Linked DNA regions of Zea mays: regions 1 and 3 are each linked to region 2. A link is a contact called in public Hi-C data. All regions are on one chromosome and are shown on one strand. Each heading gives the region's core, a stretch centred on a gene start, on an enhancer-like site or on the middle of the called end of the contact. The rest is flanking DNA. Distances are from core to core; before and after follow the strand shown. Region 1 holds the start of LOC100194128. Region 2 holds the start of LOC103633544. Region 3 holds the start of LOC100279284.

Evidence for each region. Hi-C and Micro-C count contacts between places; a contact is called where the count stands out from the background.
Region 1: a contact with region 2 is called in a Hi-C map of leaf, with 4 times the contacts expected there. The contact joins the promoter of LOC100194128 here to the promoter of LOC103633544 in region 2. A contact is called at or near these places in 3 of 25 Hi-C or Micro-C datasets (ear, endosperm and leaf).
Region 3: a contact with region 2 is called in a Hi-C map of tassel, with 1.7 times the contacts expected there. The contact joins the promoter of LOC100279284 here to the promoter of LOC103633544 in region 2. A contact is called at or near these places in 2 of 25 Hi-C or Micro-C datasets (ear and tassel).

What each region holds. Positions count from the first base shown.
Region 1 is chr7:181,276,186-181,279,008 of Zm-B73-REFERENCE-NAM-5.0, reverse strand. LOC100194128 reads left to right here and starts at 1,501. Exons shown (of 21, transcript NM_001139181.1): 1 at 1,501-1,573; 2 at 1,744-1,846; 3 at 1,962-2,075; 4 at 2,172-2,246; 5 at 2,354-2,483; 6 at 2,590-2,681. The coding sequence starts at 1,775.
Region 2 is chr7:181,457,660-181,460,359 of Zm-B73-REFERENCE-NAM-5.0, reverse strand. It overlaps LOC103633544, which reads right to left and starts at 1,317. Exons shown (of 13, transcript XM_008655225.3): 1 at 634-1,317. The coding sequence starts at 804.
Region 3 is chr7:181,210,239-181,212,938 of Zm-B73-REFERENCE-NAM-5.0, reverse strand. LOC100279284 reads left to right here and starts at 1,390. Exons shown (of 5, transcript NM_001152305.2): 1 at 1,390-1,700. The coding sequence starts at 1,604.

The sequences.
Region 1 (2,823 bases), core at 252-2,751, 180 kb after region 2:
TCGGCGTCTATTTCCCTTTCCTTTATGACCTTCTGGTGGCGATCTACCTTGAAGTGCGAGAGGTACCACTTTTTTGCCACCTTGAGCATCTGATCTTGTTGTCGTTGGATCTCCTCATCCATCTTCTTCATGTCATCTTCTAAGTTTTCATGCTCTGCGGCCGATAAATTAGTCAGCCTTGTGTCGCTGTTTGGAGAAGCACTGTTGAGATCTTTAGAATCGGCCATGTAAGCCTGATTTTGTAGATCTACAACCTCGTCCCCAGCGGAGTCGCCAAAAGTATGTTGGTGCCTTTTTGGTCACCAAACACTATAATGAACCGCTTGGCGGTACTTGGCACCTTTAGATGATGTAGGGCCAAATAAAGTGGTTATCCTAAATATGGGACAACACCTCTATGATGGTCACCACCTATTTGGGACCAAATAGCAACGAACCCTATGACCTTCTCGTCATGAGCAATACCTTGGGTTCGGCTCCGCGAGGTGAACAGCGGTGGCGGCCTGCGACAGGTCGCCGGGTTGCCTGATAGTGCCCTCTGCGGCGGCGCGGACGGTCCGCGACCTTAGGCCGGACGGTCCGCGACCTGGACGCAGGAGCGGTGTCTTCCCTGCGTCACACCGGACGGTCCGCAGCTCTGGGCCGGACGGTCTGCGACCTTGCGACAGGGTCGTCTTCCTCCTCCTTGCTGGAATCTAGATCTCGTCCCCTGGGGGGAAAAGATCTTAAGGTGCCCCGGGTCGACAGGTCACCCGGGGCGTCCCCAGACGACGTGGAGTCGCCTAGGAATTAAGAGATCAAATCGAGGAAGAGGTCTTGGATGGACAACTAGATCTTGCCCCCCGGAGGGGTGAGATCCTAGGGTCGTCTTGGGATCGGCAGGCCACCCAAGACGGATCTAGACGACGTAGAGTCGACTAGGGGTGGAGGTGGATATACGGAAGGCTACAACTAGAACTATGCTACATCTACTCCTAGGGCAGGAAAAGTAAATAAGGTAATTGGTTTGATTGGAATGCTACATCTACTCCTAGGGCAGGAAAAGTAAATAAGGTAATCGGCCGTACCCCTTTATATTTATAGGGGAGGAGGTCTGGACCTTTTCCTAAGAGATAGCAACAAACTCCCACGTGATTAGATGGATAACCACGCACGAGATAAGGATAAATATCCGAGTTAATCTTATCTCGAGACACGCGGACCGTCCGGGCCTAAGCGTCCGCTCATTTTGGTGTCCAACACCTCCTCTCTTTCTCCTCCGTCGTAATCGCAATGTCTGCTCAATCGAACAACTGACCCAGCCGAATTACAAGCCGCTCACCCCCCAAAAAACCCGAAGTAATTAGTAGATACGATGCATTTCTGTTTCTGTTATTTCCATGATTGCAGGTCCAAACAAACTGCCCCCCGAGCCACCTCATCGGATATGCTTCATTGCTTTCATCTCATCTCATATATTTATATTAGAAAAGAAAACTCTGTTCAACCACCCGCCGAGTTCAGCAGCACTCTCCTCCGCCCTCTTCCAGGTCCAGCAAAGATTGGGGACGCGTAGGCATCGGAGATTGCCTCGGTAAGGAATCCCCTTTTAAGGTTTGCTCGGGTTCCTCTTCCTGCTGCGATTCATCCCGTTCTTGCCGTCTACGGTTCACCCCGTTCGTCCATCGCAGATTTGTCCATATCAGACTTTTTTTCCCGCTGCTGTTTTTGAGTCAGACCGCGCGTGCTGAATTGTGTTCTCAGGGAGCGCGTTTCCTGGTCAACTAAGGCCGGCATGAAGGGCTGCTCAGAGCGCTTGCTGTTTCTGCTGCTGCTGCTGGCATCGTCGTCGTTACTGTCCGCTGTGGTCAGTTGCTGCTGCCTTTTTTTTTTACTCTCTGATCTGATAATCATGGTGATCGGAATCGAATAGGAGACATTGTCGTTGTGGTTCTGATCTTGGTTCGGCCGCTCCATGTTAGATTGCCGCGCAGCAGACTTGCCCCGCCGACCTCGACAGCAAATGCGATGGTGGCGCGTCTGATGATGATTGGGAGGGGGAGTTCTTCCCCGGCGTCCCGAAAATCAAGTATGAGGTGGGGCTATCAAAACCCAGATTTTTCATTCAGATTGTCATGTCGTGGTAACGGCCTAACGGGTTGTTGTGAACCAAACCATTGTTCCTGCTGCAGGGTCCAACAAGCAAGAACCCTCTTGCTTATAAGTGGTATAACAAGGAGGAAGTGATTCTCGGTAAGAAGATGAAGGTATCGATCAGTGAATCCCCATCTGCTGCTTCACTATACCCCCTCTTTTACACTCACTGTGAAGTACGTCAACCCTTTGCATCTATGCTTATTTGCTTTGCTATTAGGATTGGATGCGCTTCAGTGTTGCATTCTGGCACACGTTCCGTGGTACTGGCGCTGATCCTTTCGGTGCTCCTACAAAGACTTGGCCTTGGGAGGACGGCACAAATTCTTTGGCCATGGCTAAGAGAAGAAGTATGATGATTGCCTAACCTACCTTTGTGCTGTAGTCCCAGCCTTCTGGGTTATGTTTTGGTCTGTTTGTTGGAAGAACTAACTTCTGTTTCAACTGGCATTGCAGTGAGAGCTCACTTTGAGTTCATGGAGAAGTTGGGAGTTGACAAATGGTGCTTCCATGACAGGGATATTGCCCCGGATGGGAAGACTCTTGAAGTATGTCCATTAGTTGTGTTGTATACTTCTGTTAATGCATGAACTCATTACTCATAAGTATAATTGGCTTGGTCTGTTATTGCTATCACAGAAGCAATTTTCAGTATGCAACCTTACAATTGGTTCGATAGCTGTGTCCTTC
Region 2 (2,700 bases), core at 68-2,567:
TTGTAGTTGAAGAGAGGAGAAACGGCAGGAGAATCGATGAGAATGATCCCACAGCGTACCACACTCGAAACTGGCGCATTCGAAAAAATAGAAACCTTGAGTGTAATCTCACAGCAGATGGAGCAGCCAAATCACTAGTGGGTAGATACCCAACACACGCCAGAACAAAGAAAAACCAAGGAAGCAGTTTTTCTTTCCATTTTAATTATACCAGCATCACCATAGTACCTATATACTTGGCTAATCTAGCATCCTAACCTCCAGGCACGAACCAAGTGTGGAAAGAAGAAGAGTAAATGATTCAGCAACGCAATTGCCTGCTCCTTTGCAGTAGTGCCCCGCCAAAGCAACAGATTGAGCAAATTCCAAAGTGATCCAGCTAAGCAATTGCTTGTAGTCGTAAAGCACCATTCCTCGGGTCGTATGAAGCAAGAGAAACCGAAACGGGCCGCTTGATTCGCTGCCTATACTAACTTATCGGAGCGACGAAACAAGCGACAGGACGGCACTAAAGGGGGAACCGAACGCTGTAGGCAAAGGCACCTAGCACCAGAGGAGGGTGCGCGGAGGCAGGGACCGGACCGCGACATTGCTGGAGCCTGCAGGGCGCGAGGCGCGGCGAGAGCGACTCACAATGTAAGAGAGCGCGACGTCGGGGTCGACGAAGGCGGTGTCGTCCCCGCAGGCCTCCCCCTCCTCGAGCTCGGCGTCGTCGTCCATGCCGAGTCCGCCCCGGAGCTGCTGCGTCTGCGCTGCCGCTACGCGGCCGCCCGCATCCTCCTGCCGCCGCCTCACGGACAGCATCACCCGGGCACGGCCCGCTTCGCCTAACCACCTACCTACCACCAGGCAGCACACAGCAGCTCGCGGACCAGCACGGGGGGCGGACGGGCGACTGTCAGCTGGAAGAAGCTCGAATCGAAGCAGCACGAGGTCCCCGATCTGCGGGATCTCTCCCCCTGCCGCGGCCGGATCGGCGAATCGAGGCCTGCGGATTGGGGATCGCGAGATTCGGACGCGGGCTCCTCGCAGGCTTGGTTGCCCTCGGTCTCCCCCTTCCCTCGTCTCGTCTGCCTCGGCGTCTCGAGGTTTCGTCGCACGCGAGAATAAATTTTCTAGTTAATTGGTTCCTTTTTGCGGCTGCCTCCTCCCTCGGTAGTCTCTTGCGGTTGCGTTCGCCTCCCCTGGCTTAGCTGGGTGGACTAGACGCTGGTTTTCGTTATGGGCTGGCCCGCGGCCCGCGGCTTTTCGCCTGAGGAGGAGAGCGAAGCGAACTGGAACGTCCGTTCGGCCTATGGATGCCAAAATTGCCCGCGGGCTCTAGTGAGGACCGATAAAAAAAATTATTATATATACTCTCTTCCTTCATAAATATTACTAGTTAGGTGCTCGTGCGTTGCAACGGCTCACAAATTATTATTAATAATATAATACTCATACGTTGCGACGACATATAGTCATAGAAATGCTAAATCAACATAAATCATATGCCACGTGCACAACCAATGTGGTAGTTAAAATAGTTTAATATACCAATTTTGATGAACAATTCAATATATATTTTGATGAGAAATAAAAAATGTGAAATTTTACAAATATGAAACCAATAAAAGGTGCATGGCACATCCCATGGTCCCAATATTGTTCATGAGAAACAACATATACATAAACAATAAAAACTCGGTGACACATTTGAAAAATGATTTGAATTTTGAAAGTACCACCACTAAATTCTTACATGTGAGTGTACTGTTTATGCCTCCAAATCATGTAAATTCTAGACAAATGAAATGCTGCAATATAGTCATTAACTTCAATATCAAAGTCTGGATAGATGAAATGCGCATACATACAAAAAGGCATTGATTAAATGAAAATATCAAGATTTTTTTAATACCTAGCTACCGCTTTCAGATTGTCTGATAGGCGCTTGCAACATATGGTGCCTCTGCTCCTCACTCATCCGTCCAGAAACGCTGTGTGACGTTGTCTGGGTCATCTACAGTGCTGTCCACTCCACATCCACTTATAGCTTTGGTCATTCATTCTACTCAGCTAGCTGCAAGGGTGCGAGTACGACGGTCGACTATTCGTTTCAGCTGCAATTTAAGCCTTGTCGTTCTCAAACAGAAACATTGTGACCTTGTGGGGTTGCCGTACTTCTCCTTGACGTAGGTGACAACTTTGTACAGTCGCCAAGACACGATGTAAATCCAGTCTGTGTTTTCCTGCAATGATAGCTTAGTTGCTTCAGAAACGAATACAGCTATAGGATTATTACCTAGCATATACAACTCAAACACAAATGATCAAAACCCTCGATCCAATCGACACACCGTTGCGTTCATCTGCAGGGTCAATAGATGTTAAGAAAGTTTAGGATTAAAGAAACACACACATTTACTCCTTCCAAAACAACCATCAAATAAAGTACTTACAGTTTAGATATCAATGGAGCTAGGCAGACTTACAGACAAATTCAATGTGCCAGTCAGACGAGTAGCTAAGCCGAGCTGTAGCATTTGGTTGTCAATCAGGAACATAATACACAATGTACTGGTTGACTCCAACGTAGTCGATGTCTTTCACTGTTCTTTGAATCGACTTGGGGTACTCACCGTAGACAATCGGGTGCAGAAACTTGAAAGGCTGAAACGTTTTCAAGGCCCGAGTGCTCATAGTTGGTATAGATACAAGATG
Region 3 (2,700 bases), core at 141-2,640, 250 kb after region 2:
ACACATCTCCAGACACAGACACATACAAGTGTACGTGAGGAGTTCCAAGCTGGACTGGCATATGGTATAACGAATAGTCATGAAAACTACGTATAATAAGGGGGTGTTTGGTTTTAGAGACTAATTTTTAGTCCCTCCAATTTATTCTACTTTAGTCACTAAATTGTCAAATATGGAAACTAAAATATAGTTATAGTTTCCATATTTTACAATTTATAGACTAAAGTGGAATAAAATGGAAGGACTAAAAATTAGTCCCTAGTAACCAAACACTACCTAATATATATATAGTAGCAGGAGAACGTATAGTAATCATGGCGTCGTGATTAGCAGCAGGTCATGAGCTGATGAGCATATCCCGCGGGCTCTAGCTGCTGCAAGATCCTGGGAGGCAGGGCAACAGCAGGCAGGCACATGATGAAGCCAGCCAAACGCTAGAGGCTGGCCGACCTGCTCAACTTGTAGGCAGGTGTCCGGTGAACTCTGGAAGAGCTCGCCTGGCTGCTGGTCGTATCCTCACGTCTCGAAAGCGACCTCGAACCTCTTTTGCATCGCACGCGTGTCACGTTGCTTTCAAATCTCCATCTCAAAATATAAATCATTCTAATATTCTTAAAGAGTCAAAGTTTTTTTAAAATTTAACCAAATTTATATACTAAAGTAATAACATTTACACTATCAAATATATACCATTAGATTCTCTATTAAATATATTTTCATATTATATCTATTCCGTGTGATAAAACTTTAACTCTTCAATAATCTTAGAATGACTTATATTTTAAGACAGAGGTAATATATAGTTTGGGATGTTCTAGATACGTAGATAGTGCTGCACAGTTTTACTATGATCCTGTTTAAAACGCATGGTTTAGAAAATCTTAGGAGAAGTCAAACTTTTCGCTAACTTCCGGCTGCAGTCGTAGCCCCTCTTTGATAGGGTTTTGTCTAGCGTCAGCTCTGCCACTGTTCATACGCTGTCATCTCAAACAAGGGTGAACCCGCGGTTAGCCGGTTACGTAGACACGGACGAAGAGGATAAGCCTGTATTATCTAGAAACTAGAAACAAAATATATGGTTACTAATGTCATCTCCATTTTAAAATAAAATGCCCAAAATTTTCACGTAAATTGTTTGTCTCGATCTTTTTATACTGGGGACTCCTTGCTCAACAAAAATATACAGTAATGCAAATATCTGTAAAGAGGCAAAATTAGGAAAGGAAAGGGGGCGGATATATCTTTATTTATTACAGTTAGTTTTCTCGAGCCCAACCCCGCAACCACCTCGACTCTCAATAGTACCCAAATTCCTTCCCCGAGGAACATTTCAACCGCACTATAAAACACCCAAATTTGCCACCCAATAGTTTGGACCTTGGCTACCATCGCAAACCCCGCTTTTGTTTATCATTCCGCCTCTCCAGTCTTGACTTCCCCTCTCTTTCTCTCTTCCCGGCGGGGCGGCCGGAAATCTCCCCCCAAATTCAGCTGGTTTCACGGGAGCTATCGGCCGGTGGAGAGGAAAGGACGAGTCTTGAGCTGGACTTCTTGGCGGATTGGCTGCTGGCATTCGCAGGAACTGTGTGTCAGGAGCGGGGAGATGAGCTGCTTACCGTGCTCCGGTTCCTCGGGGAAGGAGGACAAGAGCTTGGCGGCGCTCTCGCCGAGCCCCCGGCCTGCGGCCAAGGCGGCACCAGGTAAGACCAGTCTCTTCTGCTGCGCGCTTGCCTGATTTTGGCGGAGACTGCAAGAGCTCTGACAGTTTTGCGATCCCGCTTCTTGCTCTGTTCGGTCAGCTACTGGTGTTCTACTACTTGCGCCGGCGACTGATTCGCTGCTCTAGGCATGTAGTTGTGTGCGACAAAGACTGGATTTTTTTTATGAGGGCCATAAAAGCTGGATTCCCCCCTTCTGTTTGCACTTTGCAGCAGAGGTGTAGATGCTTACTGGTAATACGCAGCTGGAGCTGTTGATTCAACGAAGTGAACATGGAATTGAGTGTAATAGTTGCTTCTCGCGGTTTTGATTTATCGATCTTAGCTGCGAGGATTCACTTCACTAGTTGTGTATTAAATCTTCGTTTTATTTTCATGGAGCAATTCTGTTAGCAGAATCTTAGTCCGATTGTTATTTGATTGTTATAAGTAATGCATACGCGAATGTTACTATGTCACTCCCATTGTTTGCTCAGATAGTGATGAATGAAAAGGACATAGAAGCACCACTTACAGATTTGGCTTTTGACTTTTTCTCGAGAGGTGGGGGTGAAAGGGAAGGAAATTTCCGTGCTGAAGCCTGCAGTTACAATAAATTTCGTTATAGACTTCTGTCTCGAGCAAACCAAACAGCAATGGTTCCATGTGTTCTGTACACGTGTTGTCTGACTGAATTCGGCCGTGTCAATTTTCTTGCTTTGAGCTTGCTTCAAGTCGGGTTCACTCCTTGTGTGGCTGGTGGAGCCAGTGACGAGTTCCACACACGTATCAAAGTTTAGTTCTTAGTTGCTTTACTTGCAAGTCTTATCCTTGATTTCAAGGCACGCTATTGTTCATTTGTTTGCCGTGTGGCTGCTGCATTTTGTTACACATCTGCATACCGGGATATCTGTTACATTAAATAACTGTCAGAAAAATTGATGGAAGTTTTCAATGCCAACTTGCCAAGGGCACTTGATGGTCCACTTGGGTTAATTTTTCC